Regions from separate parts of the Gossypium hirsutum genome. Here region 1 is linked to region 2. The links are chromatin contacts, called in public Hi-C maps. All regions are on one chromosome and are shown on one strand. The core of a region is the stretch at or near the end of the contact, and the rest is flanking DNA. Distances in the headings are between cores, read along the strand shown.

The links. Hi-C and Micro-C count contacts between places; a contact is called where the count stands out from the background.
Region 1: a Hi-C map of leaf shows a contact between it and region 2, with 2.1 times the contacts expected there. The contact joins the promoter of LOC107952792 here to the promoter of LOC107962248 in region 2. A contact is called at or near these places in 6 of 34 Hi-C or Micro-C datasets (callus, hypocotyl and leaf).

The regions. Positions count from the first base shown.
Region 1 is chrA07:81,295,147-81,300,700 of Gossypium_hirsutum_v2.1, reverse strand. It overlaps LOC107952792 (NADH dehydrogenase [ubiquinone] iron-sulfur protein 1, mitochondrial), which reads right to left and starts at 3,580. Exons shown (of 5, transcript XM_016887968.2): 1 at 3,020-3,580; 2 at 2,199-2,445; 3 at 1,295-1,589; 4 at 4-378. The coding sequence starts at 3,434.
Region 2 is chrA07:81,110,673-81,116,089 of Gossypium_hirsutum_v2.1, reverse strand. It overlaps LOC107962248 (probable inactive ATP-dependent zinc metalloprotease FTSHI 3, chloroplastic), which reads right to left and starts at 3,916. Exons shown (of 5, transcript XM_016898565.2): 1 at 2,548-3,916; 2 at 1,417-1,740; 3 at 799-1,099; 4 at 1-172. The coding sequence starts at 3,648.

The sequences.
Region 1 (5,554 bases), core at 2,331-4,830, 180 kb before region 2:
TACCTGGGTACCAACCAAAAGGAATACGTCAGCCTTCTCAAGCCCAGCAATACTGCTGTTCATGAGATATCTATATCTTAGATCAGCATTAGGGCTTGTGCCAGTTCCTTCGCACCACACATTGTTTGATCCCATGTTGTTTAACAAATCTTTCAGTGCCATCATGGATTCAGCATCGGAAAGCTTACCGGCAATCCCAACAATTTCCTCTGCTTTAACCTGAAGGGCAACCTCAGCAACAACAGCCAATGCATCACGCCAGCTCACAGCCTTAAAGCGTCCATTAGCATCACGAATCATGGGGTCATTTAGCCTCTGTCTCTTCAACCCATCATAACAGAAACGAGTCTTATCCGATATCCATTCTTCATTTATATCCTACAAAGGTCAATGAAACAGGCAAAAGTTACTTATCTTGTCAAACAGATCAACGCTCTGGCTATTAGCAGAACAATTAAGTTTACTGTTTCTCTAATGGACAAAAATCTGATTTAGGCAGACAAACAGAACATTGAGAAACCTTTTTCTTCATAAAAAAAAAGAACACTTTTTTTTTTTCTTTTTATTGATAATTATAAACATTTCAATGATTAATGCATGTTACTCAGATAAAAAGGACTGCACCAGTTGGAAAAATAATCAGCTTTGAAAGTGCAAATTCCCTTCTTAAAATTTTAATCATTGAAACTTCAGAAGTTCATGACAAGAAACCTTAGTTACTTCGAACCTTGCACAAACTGGAAGAGAACATTTGACCATATTATCTAAATGAAACAAACCCTACTAGAAAAGTCCACAATTCACAATTTCCACATTCTTTAGGGGTAGTGGTAAATTGTGAGATAAATTTGCAACAAGTGCAAGAACATAACCAAGCCCTTCTCAGATATTAACAAGACCATAATAACTCTATCCCATGCAGCCCATGCCACACATTTACTGTCACAACTGGAAAATAAGATGTGTCTAGCTAAAACTACAGTGGAAAATGTACAAAACAATATCATTAATGTGTTGTTACATATGCCACAGTAATCACAATGAAAATTTAAAGCTGGTATAAGTCAATCTTAAATTATCACATCTCCTCAAGAACTAAATATAAAGGCTGCTTTTCTCATAAACAGAAATAATACAGGTCGTAGAGTTAATGAAGTGATAAGACCAGAACACTTAAAAGTACTAGCACAAAAGCAGTCGACACTCAACAGATAGTTCAGTGCTTCATGGGCATCAGACAAAAGATTCCTAGAAATGAGTGTACCATAAGCATCGTATGACAATTTACACTTACCTCATTTAAACGTGGAAGGATACGCATAACCTCTGGACCTCTGCTATCAATTCGAATGTTGGATCCAACTGCATCAGTCACATCAATGGTCTCTGTTCCTTTCAACTCCCAGTTTCGGGCCTTAAATGCAAAGGGTTTAGAGGTAAGAGCTCCAACAGGGCAGATATCAATTATATTTCCAGAAAGCTCACTTGTCATAAGCTTTTCAACGTAAGTCCCAATTTCTTCTCCACTACCACGACCTAACATGCCAAGATCCTGAACTCCAGCAACTTCTGTTGCAAACCTGACACACCTGATGAGACCACAAAAAGTTAGTTGCCTCAAGCTCTGACCTATGGAACATAGAACAGAAAGAAAATTGCTTATAGATATTTCTCAAACAAACAAATCCTCAAAAGATCACAACGATTTGGCCCAAAAATGGCTTAAAGAAGAAGATGCAACTTTTAGCTTATCACTCAAAAAGGAAAATACACTAGAGAGGCTTTGAAAGACCTATTTATGAATCACAAAGCTTTAGAACTCGGACTGATTTGTGTAATAGAAGAAGTGCATCAGTCTAACATAATGAAGTAAAGCAAAATTCACAAAGCAAATTGTATAGGCTAACTTAATCACAATCTGATATAAACAATTCTAAGTGTAGGGCAACACATGATTAAAAAGGTAGTGAACACATAAACAAGCAATACCAGTCATTCTTAATTGGGATTTATTGGAATATAAATTCTCGGTACCTATATGTAGCCATAAATATCTAAAGCTAAAAATTCTCCAATGCATTTGTTTATTTAAAAGAAACTCATTAGTGGAAGCAGTTATCCTTGGGATTCAAATCTTAAAATCTTTGAAAATATAAATAAATAAAGAACTTAGGAATATTGTTAGGTTAATTTCGGACCTAGTACACTGAATGCACCGAGTCATGACAGTCTTCACCAAAGGACCAAGATTCTTGTCAACAACAGATCTCTTCATTTCAGTAAAACGGCCACGATCAGATCCAAATGCCATAGACTGATCCTGGAGATCACATTCTCCACCCTGATCACAAATTGGACAATCCAGTGGATGGTTCATCAGCAAAAACTCCATCACTCCTTCTCGTGCCTTCTTTGCCAACGGCGTATCTGTCTTAATCTTCATTCCTATATTAGAGTCCCAGGAGAATTAGAGAACATAATAATAATAATAAGAAGAAGAAGAAGATAAATAAAGAATGTACTGGGAAATACCAGAACCAAACCAAAATATAAAACAAACGGACAGATTTAGATAAAGAGCAGCCTAATTCCGTAAAGGTTAAATTGTTTAAATGAAAAGCACTTTCGACTTGTAAGAGCAGTTTCACACAAGAGCTTAGCATTTCCAAAGCCATATTGCTAAAAAAGTAAAATAAAAAAGAAATTTATGCGAATATAAATACTATAAAAGAGAGAAAGAATTGGATCATAGTGTAATGAATCATAGCGTTGTATATTTCTTAACATTAAACAGAACAAATAGCAGCATAAAAATAGCAAGGGAAAGTTGAAGCAAACTAAACAGTATTCAATTAATTTGATACCCAAATCAAAATCACTAAATCCACCTAATTAAGTCACGAATCTGTATATAGGAAATCAAAATCGCTCCTCCCTGAAGGTTAATCCAAACAAATGAATAAATTTATCTATCCAAAATAAAAGAAAAAAGAAAGGGCAATGAAACGGAAAGGCTCACCAGGAAGGGCAGGCATGGCGCAAGAGGCGACGGGCTTGGGGGATTTTTCAACCTCGACAAGGCACATACGGCAGTTCCCCGCGATCGAAAGTCGGCTATGATAACAAAACCTAGGAATGTCAACTCCAGCGATCTCGCAGGCCTGAAGAACAGTCATGCCCTTAGGGATTTTCACCGGGAACCCATCAACGAACACCTCGAGAGCATCATCTGGGTTGGTGAAGTGGACCCGGGCACCGCCCACAGGTTTCTTAGGCGGAGGCGGAGTGGGCTCCGGCTGCGTTGCTGGTGCGGCCGCTGATGCATCGGGGGATTGGAGGCTGGGTTTGGTGACGATGGGTCGGAAACGAGAGTACTGAGAAGAGAGAACCCTGGAGGTCTTAAGGGTACTTGAAGCTAACAACCCTAATCCCATTTTTCCAGTACGGTGAGATCTCTTAGCTTCCTTTGTTGGAGCTCAGAAAGAGTGGCGACAGATTTCGAGTTTGCACTGAAATGAAATGAAAGGCGTGTGATTCCCACAATTCGGGTTTCAGGTTGACCCGTTTTTCTCCACATGGTCTGCCTCTGAGTTTCCATACGCCATCGTTTTAAATTAAGGTTGTAAAGTAATGCTTTTCTTTCCGAAAATTAGGTTATACTATAAAAATAGTCACTTTTGTTTGCCTTAGATTACATTTTAGTTACTTATGTTTGAAATATTACATTTTGGTTATTTATGTTATTGTTTTGTTATGAAGTGGTCACTCTACCGTTAAGTCCCATTACCTCCCTAATAGAGGTCTTACGTGGCAATCCAAATAGTTTTAAATGCCAACTTGGATGTCTTACGTGACAGTCCAAATAAAATTTGTTTAATTAAAAACCTATTTTCATTCTAGCAATTGGACATCCAAGTTGGCATTTAAAATCCATTTGGACTATCATGTAAGACTACCGTTAGGGAGGTAACGGAGTTTAACAGTAGAGTGACCACTTCGTAACAAAACAATAACGTAAGTGACTAAAACGTAATATTTCAAATATAAGCGAAGAAAATATAATCTGAGACAAACAAAAGTGACTATTTTTGCTGTTTACCTCGAAAATTATGTCTATTAAGAGACACATGCCCGTGTCTTAGCCCATGTATTTACTACTGAGCATACTGACTTGTAAAAATTAGAGTGCATGGGACACACGGCCATTCAACACGCCCATGGGGCAGACCGTGTGTCTACCCATGTGGACCATTTAAAGGCTATTTTCCAAGCCAATTGTCACCCTCAATCATTCATACATTCAAACATATTTCATAGCATGCAACATGACATATTTAGACACTCAAATATTCAACACCATGGCACTCTCACATCTTCAAAATGTCATCCTATTGCACATTCATTTTGTTACACCATTTAGAAGCATTCCACACTAATTTCATGCATTATTAAACTTGTTACCATAACTTCAAATTATGCATTCATGACTATAGTCATTTTAAACCATTAAGTCATCCCCTATCTTTTAGCATCTAATCCATACTTTATCATACATTCACCAAGCAATAACATATCACATCATCAAGGCACTAACACATGCATGCATGGGTAATTAGATTACAACCCAATGATCAAATATAAGCCATACCACATGGCCATTACAAAATGAATCATCAACATCATAAGCATTCACAATTTGGCCAAATAGCATGACACATATCACAAAATAACCAAGTCCCCTATACATGCCATACTCAAAATAACAATTTCACTAGACCCGATAATCTTTTGATAGTGTGATTGAATACTCTGACAACTTCCGGTCCCCGAGCTAGCTTGGCGGAACTATAAAGGATGGAAAGGAAAGGGGTAAGCATTAAAGCTTAGTAAGTCCACATGCAAATAATATGCAATGGTAGTAAGAAATCAACATGCAAAGACATAGTAACATATACATAAAGATTATTCATCACTTAAACCTTTTGGCTTACTTATCAAATGTACACATATACTTTCTCATCACAAATCATTCTTTACCAAGGCATTATTCATAGGTTTAGCGTACCTATCTGTACTTATCTTAGTATATCATATAACCATACCTCTTTAACATGCCCTTCTCTGGACTTTCATCACATCCATTGTATTACTTGTTGAACACTAAGAATACTATTGGATACGAGAAAAACTAGCACATAAGTGCCACATATACATACGTAGCCAAAGCTACCTCATAACATGTAATGCTCGCAATGGAGCTACTCACGAGCTTGCTCATAAAAACTATCGGTCAAGGTGTAACTACACGGGCTACTCACACAAGCTGTCAAGTATCCGACCAACTCAAGGATTACCTAGCTACCGGTAGGACACATAAGACCATTACCCGGAACCCAATTACATGTAACGCATCCATAATGAACTCGGACCAACTCAACGAGCTCGGATGCTCGTATCCATAATGAACTCGTACCAACTCAACGAGCTCGGATGCCTCATACATATCACGAACCCAGACCAACTCAACGAGTTCGGATTTCTAAATTCCTAGTGA
Region 2 (5,417 bases), core at 2,667-5,166:
AAAGGCCCTTGCAAGCCATCCTGTCTTGGATCACTCTTTCCCATTAAGGAGGGCACCCATGGAAAAAGTTTCCCAAGCTCCTTGCCTATGGTACTAGGCTGTCGATCATTAATCCCAAATTTAGCTCTCTCAACAGCTTCCATTATATCTTCCCTTGTCACAGTTTCACCACCTACAGAAGCAAGCACAGTGATACAAAAAGTTCATCCTTGTTGTCTAGAAAGTGAGTTTATAGCACAATCATAAATATTATTTGCATAAAAAAGAATAAATAAATAAGATAAAAGGTCTGTGCACACTGCCAGGTTGTGAGGTGGGGTACCAGAGACTGGACCGGTTCAACTGAAAACTAGTGGTCTGCCCCATCTAGGATTCCTGGCTTTAGATTAAACAGGTTATTGAACAGGTTTTTCTTATTCTATATGTTGTAAAACTTATTTAAGTGATGATCTTTAACTCAAGACCACTTCCTCAGACATTTAAGCCTTAACAATTGAGCCAGTTGCATTTTTAGTTACATTATCACCGTTTTTATTACTTACCAAGTACTGAAACATAAAAATAATAATAAATGTTTTATTCGAATCAAAAGTCAAACCAGTTCAACCAATTAAACCAAAATCTTGGCCCCTTGCAGGTTTGATGACTGGTATGGTTATTAAAACATTTTGGGAATGATTGTAGGGGGTCTGATTCTATGATGCTCAACGAAAACGACAAAAAGGAAAGTTCAAAATGTAACTGGCAGCGGAGGCACCACACTCTGAAATCAGATAAAGCTATGTATCAGCTTCTCACCTCGACGAGCAGCAAGTAAAGCAGCTTCATTGACAATGTTCGCGAGATCAGCACCTACAAAACCTGGGGTCAGTGAAGCCACTAACTCAGAAATAAGTTGTGGGTCTTCTTCTAGAGGAACTCCTCTCAAATGTACAGCCAAAATCTTTTTCCGTCCTTCCTCATTTGGTTCCCCTACCAACACTTTCCTTGAGAAGCGACCAGGGCGACAGAGGGCTGGATCCAGTGCTTCTGGCCTATTAGTTGCTCCAATTACAACTACTTTCATGTCTGACTCAAATCCATCCATTTCAGTCAGCAACTGCAGCAGCAAAATGAAATTTAAAAGCCCATTAATAGCTGGAGATCCAAAATTCCAAATTTTATGTAAAATTCTATTATAAGTTCAAAAATGAAACTTAAAGAAATCCAAGGACAGCTCCTCAGATTAAATAATACTCATTGGACAAATTTATTTTTTTATTTTTTTAGAAAAGATAGTTTGATTCTAAAGTGCAATATTTACACAGAAGTGATAAAATTGATTATTGAAGTCCCAATATGATCAGAATAATAAAGAATTTAATAATAGAAGTGAATACACATAAGCAATGGAAATAGAGTTGAATGTTAAATTGCCTGGTTCAATGTTTGGTCTCGTTCATCATTGAAACTTCTACCACGCTTCCCTCCAACTGCATCAAGCTCATCAATAAAGATAATCGATGGTGCAGATTTCCTTGCAACATTGAAAAGATCTCTGAATCGAGCTGCTCCTCTACCAACAAATAATTCCACAAATTCACTTGCTGATACACTGAAGAAAGGAACTCCAGCTTCTCCAGCAACTGCACGAGCCAGTAATGTCTTTCCTGTTCCTGGTGGACCCACTAGCAACACACCTCTAGGTAATTTTGCTCCCAGTTTTTGGTAGTTTACAGAACCGTGAAGGCATGAAACTACCTACAAAAAGAATGTGTCAATGAAAATAGCCAGCAGAAATTTACTTCATTATTCATCAGAGATTCAGTAAACCTAGTTTGTAATAATAATAGCTACAAGGAACATCAGACAATAGACAACAATACCCCAGAAAAATAGTAGTTGCACTACAGAGAGCGAAATGATCAGAAGATATATAGAACTTGTTAAACCAAAAAAAAAATGATTTTGTGCTAACCAAAAATATCATCAAATAATTCTTATCAGTATCATCAAAGAATTCTCAAATGCGTTCCAAAGCAAATAAAACCAAGGCGAGGAGATCATAGTAATAAAAAGGAGATCTCCATGTACTATTTTCCTGTGTCAATACCCAGAAAAAAGACTTTGATCATCCAGATGCATCAAAAGGGGATGCTCTTCAACTTCTTTCATGTCTAGGTGCATTTAACATATTTTTTAATAAGAAATATAAATATGTGAGGATATGAGTTTTAAACCATTAAAGGACAAAAATTGGCAGCAAGGTAGATGCCATATTCTCAGACATATTTATAATACAAAGAGAGTAATCAATAACTGACATCATTGACAGTCCTAAAGGAAATCACAAATGAAAACTATGGGAACATCCCGGCAGGTTTTCTACCTTCTGTAGACTATATAATACTCAGAACAAATTTGAATGAATTCTAGAAAAGAAGCAAAACTGCATCCCTATCATGAATTCCATAATGTGGCCAGCACATGAATACATTGACATTAAATATTAAAAGAAGAGAAGGCGGAAAAATGATATCCATTTTGTGGAAATAGAGAAGTGCTTACCTCCATAAGCTCCACCTTAGCAGTATCAACTCCCTCCACATCATCAAACCCAACAACCTGATTATTTGGTCGCCGCTTCCTTGCAGGGCTATTAGCAGCAGAAAGTTGACGGTACAGCAGCCACATCAAAGGAGTTAAAGGAATCCACAAGGATATTATAGTTATTAAAGTATTCCTCATTGACATTAGAACTGACTGAGGAGCTGAGCTATAAGTTGTTCCCTTTTCTCGCATCAAACTAAGAAGATACTTTTCGTCATGATCAATTTTTCTTGTCAAATACATCCATGCAGAAGTAGAAGTTTTAGGTCTTGAAATTTTCTTAAATAGACCTTGTTTTTGCAATTGTCTACCATCCACCACACTATCCTCTCTTGCAGCCATACCAGTTAGGTTTTCTATTGAATCATTCCCAGCTGATGATTCTTCTTCAGATTGTGTATTTTCAGCACTTTTAGAATTCATATTGAAATATATACAACGGGAACCCTCTTCAAGCAAAACTTTGGTCACAGAACTACTCTGCAGGCTAGTTATAAACTCCGAGTACGGAACAATCTTAGGAGATGGCACTGCAGTTAATTTCAAGAACAAATAGCACATTCCCAACGCTAGAGATATTATACTGTATAGACTAACTCTTCTTATATTCTTTCTTAGAAAGACAGCAATACCATTTAACATCGACCTAAGCGAAACTCTCTTCATTCTTATTGCTAACAACCGCAACCTTGGACGCAGCCTTAGTGAAAATCTCTTTCTTACATTACTACTTCCTCTTCTTCCAAATTGGGTTTCCTTATCTCCACTATTTCCCCTCATCAATAACCCATTGGGTGCCTTGCAACAAACTTGAAAACCCAAAGAAGGAACCTCATTTCTTCTTCCATTTCTAATTAACCTAAAGCTATTATGACCAGAAAAGAACAAATTCTGGGTTTTGCAATGGTTATATCTATATATTCCAAGTGAAGGAAAGCAAAATGAAGTATCAGAAAAGCTAATATTTCTCCAGATAGACTTGGGTTTTCCACTATCAATCACCAAGTTTTCTTTACTAACAAAAACCCCATTATTGCACACAACACTGAAACAAGCCATGTGTTTTGTACATCAACAACAGCAAATTTGAGAGAGAAAACCAACCAAAGGTACATAGATATCAGAAACTAGGTAGCTTGGAGTCAAAGAAGGGCTTTACTTATTACCTGGATGGATGAGCTTCTAAATTATACATGGGATGGAACTGAGGAATGAAATGAACAGGAGGAAGGAAACTTTATCTTCATTTGTTTTCATTTAAATTAGATATATTTCTATGTGGGATTTTTTTTTTTTTTGAGCAAAGATTGAACACTCTTTTGCAAAAGATCTAACGGTCCTCAAGTGTTGGATGAATTGATCAGATAAACACGGTGTATCTGTGGCCCAAAAAACTTGCAACGGTTCAAGGGCTCCGGCCTAATAAAAATTCGAATAGATGATACTTCTCAATTCTATTTACACTTCCAAGTATATAAATCAAATAATAATAATAATAAATTTACAAATAAATATTAATAATTTTATTTAAATATAAATTTAGAATTTAGAATTTTGTAATCTTTTATATTTTTATTCTATTAATAAAATCTTTGATTAAATATATCATGCATCAACTGGGTACCAACTTAATTAGTAAATTATAAAAATGTCTTACCATAATTAAAATAAGTTATATTATTCAAGTGTATTTTATACTTTTTATTTTAATAAAAATCAAGAAAAATATACATATGGTGCAATTTAAACCCATGCCAAATTAGTTCAGTAAAACCTTAAATTTACCACTCAATCAAAACTCTATTTTGATATTTTTATACATTTTTAATATGCATTATTTATTATCTCTACCAGTTGTATATATTAATAATGTTGTTAATTCAGTTAGTATCATAAGAGAATTCAACACTAACTCAAAATTGATGACAAAACCATTATAAGTAAATTGTAGTGTATTTAATATTATTTATTTGATATATTTATATGTTTAAATATCATTTTACTCATAATTTAATCTAATTTTTTTATTTGTTATTATAGTTAATTAATTTTAAAAACATATCTTTCATTGTTTATTGTATGTTAGCTTAAAGATAAATACATAAGTGGCCACTTAACTATAAAAAATTTTCAATAAAATCCTAAATTGAACTGTTAAATAATATTATTATTTTAAAATTTACACATTTAATTTCTTTATTTCATCACCATGCCAGAATCTCTCCACCTCTCCATCCATCCTCCTCTCATTTCTTATGTATACAAATAAATGTAGTTATCTTTGGAACATTTTTAAAATGTATATATATAGTGTTTCAATAATTGCAAATGAAACATTATAAGTAATCAAAAGTTATGTCACTTGGTTATTAAAAAATAGGTATAATTATTCAAGTAGATATTTATTGAATAACTATATTTATTGCTAGACATGACTATTCATTTGAGTAGTTATGTCTCTATAAAGAGACATGAGGCCTTTTATAAATAGGAGTGAAGTTTCATTTCCATAACAACAAAAAAAAAATTGAAAAAATTTTCTTTCTGATCTCCCACCATTTTTTTATATTTTTAAATTGTTCTATAAAGAATTATTATAGAAATTTTTTATAGAAATTAATATCCTTGCTATGCTCTACTCAGTGCTCAGTGGGTTGTTTACGTCAGTGAAAAACGTAAACAGTCATTGAGTTTCATTATATCCTCGGGGTTTATTTGTCAGTAATTTTTTTGCACACCATAATATAGGTGGGGGCAAATAGAACCTTAAAGAAAATAGCATTGACACATACCTTGAAGCCTTTGTTAATTTCTCATAAGTTTATTTT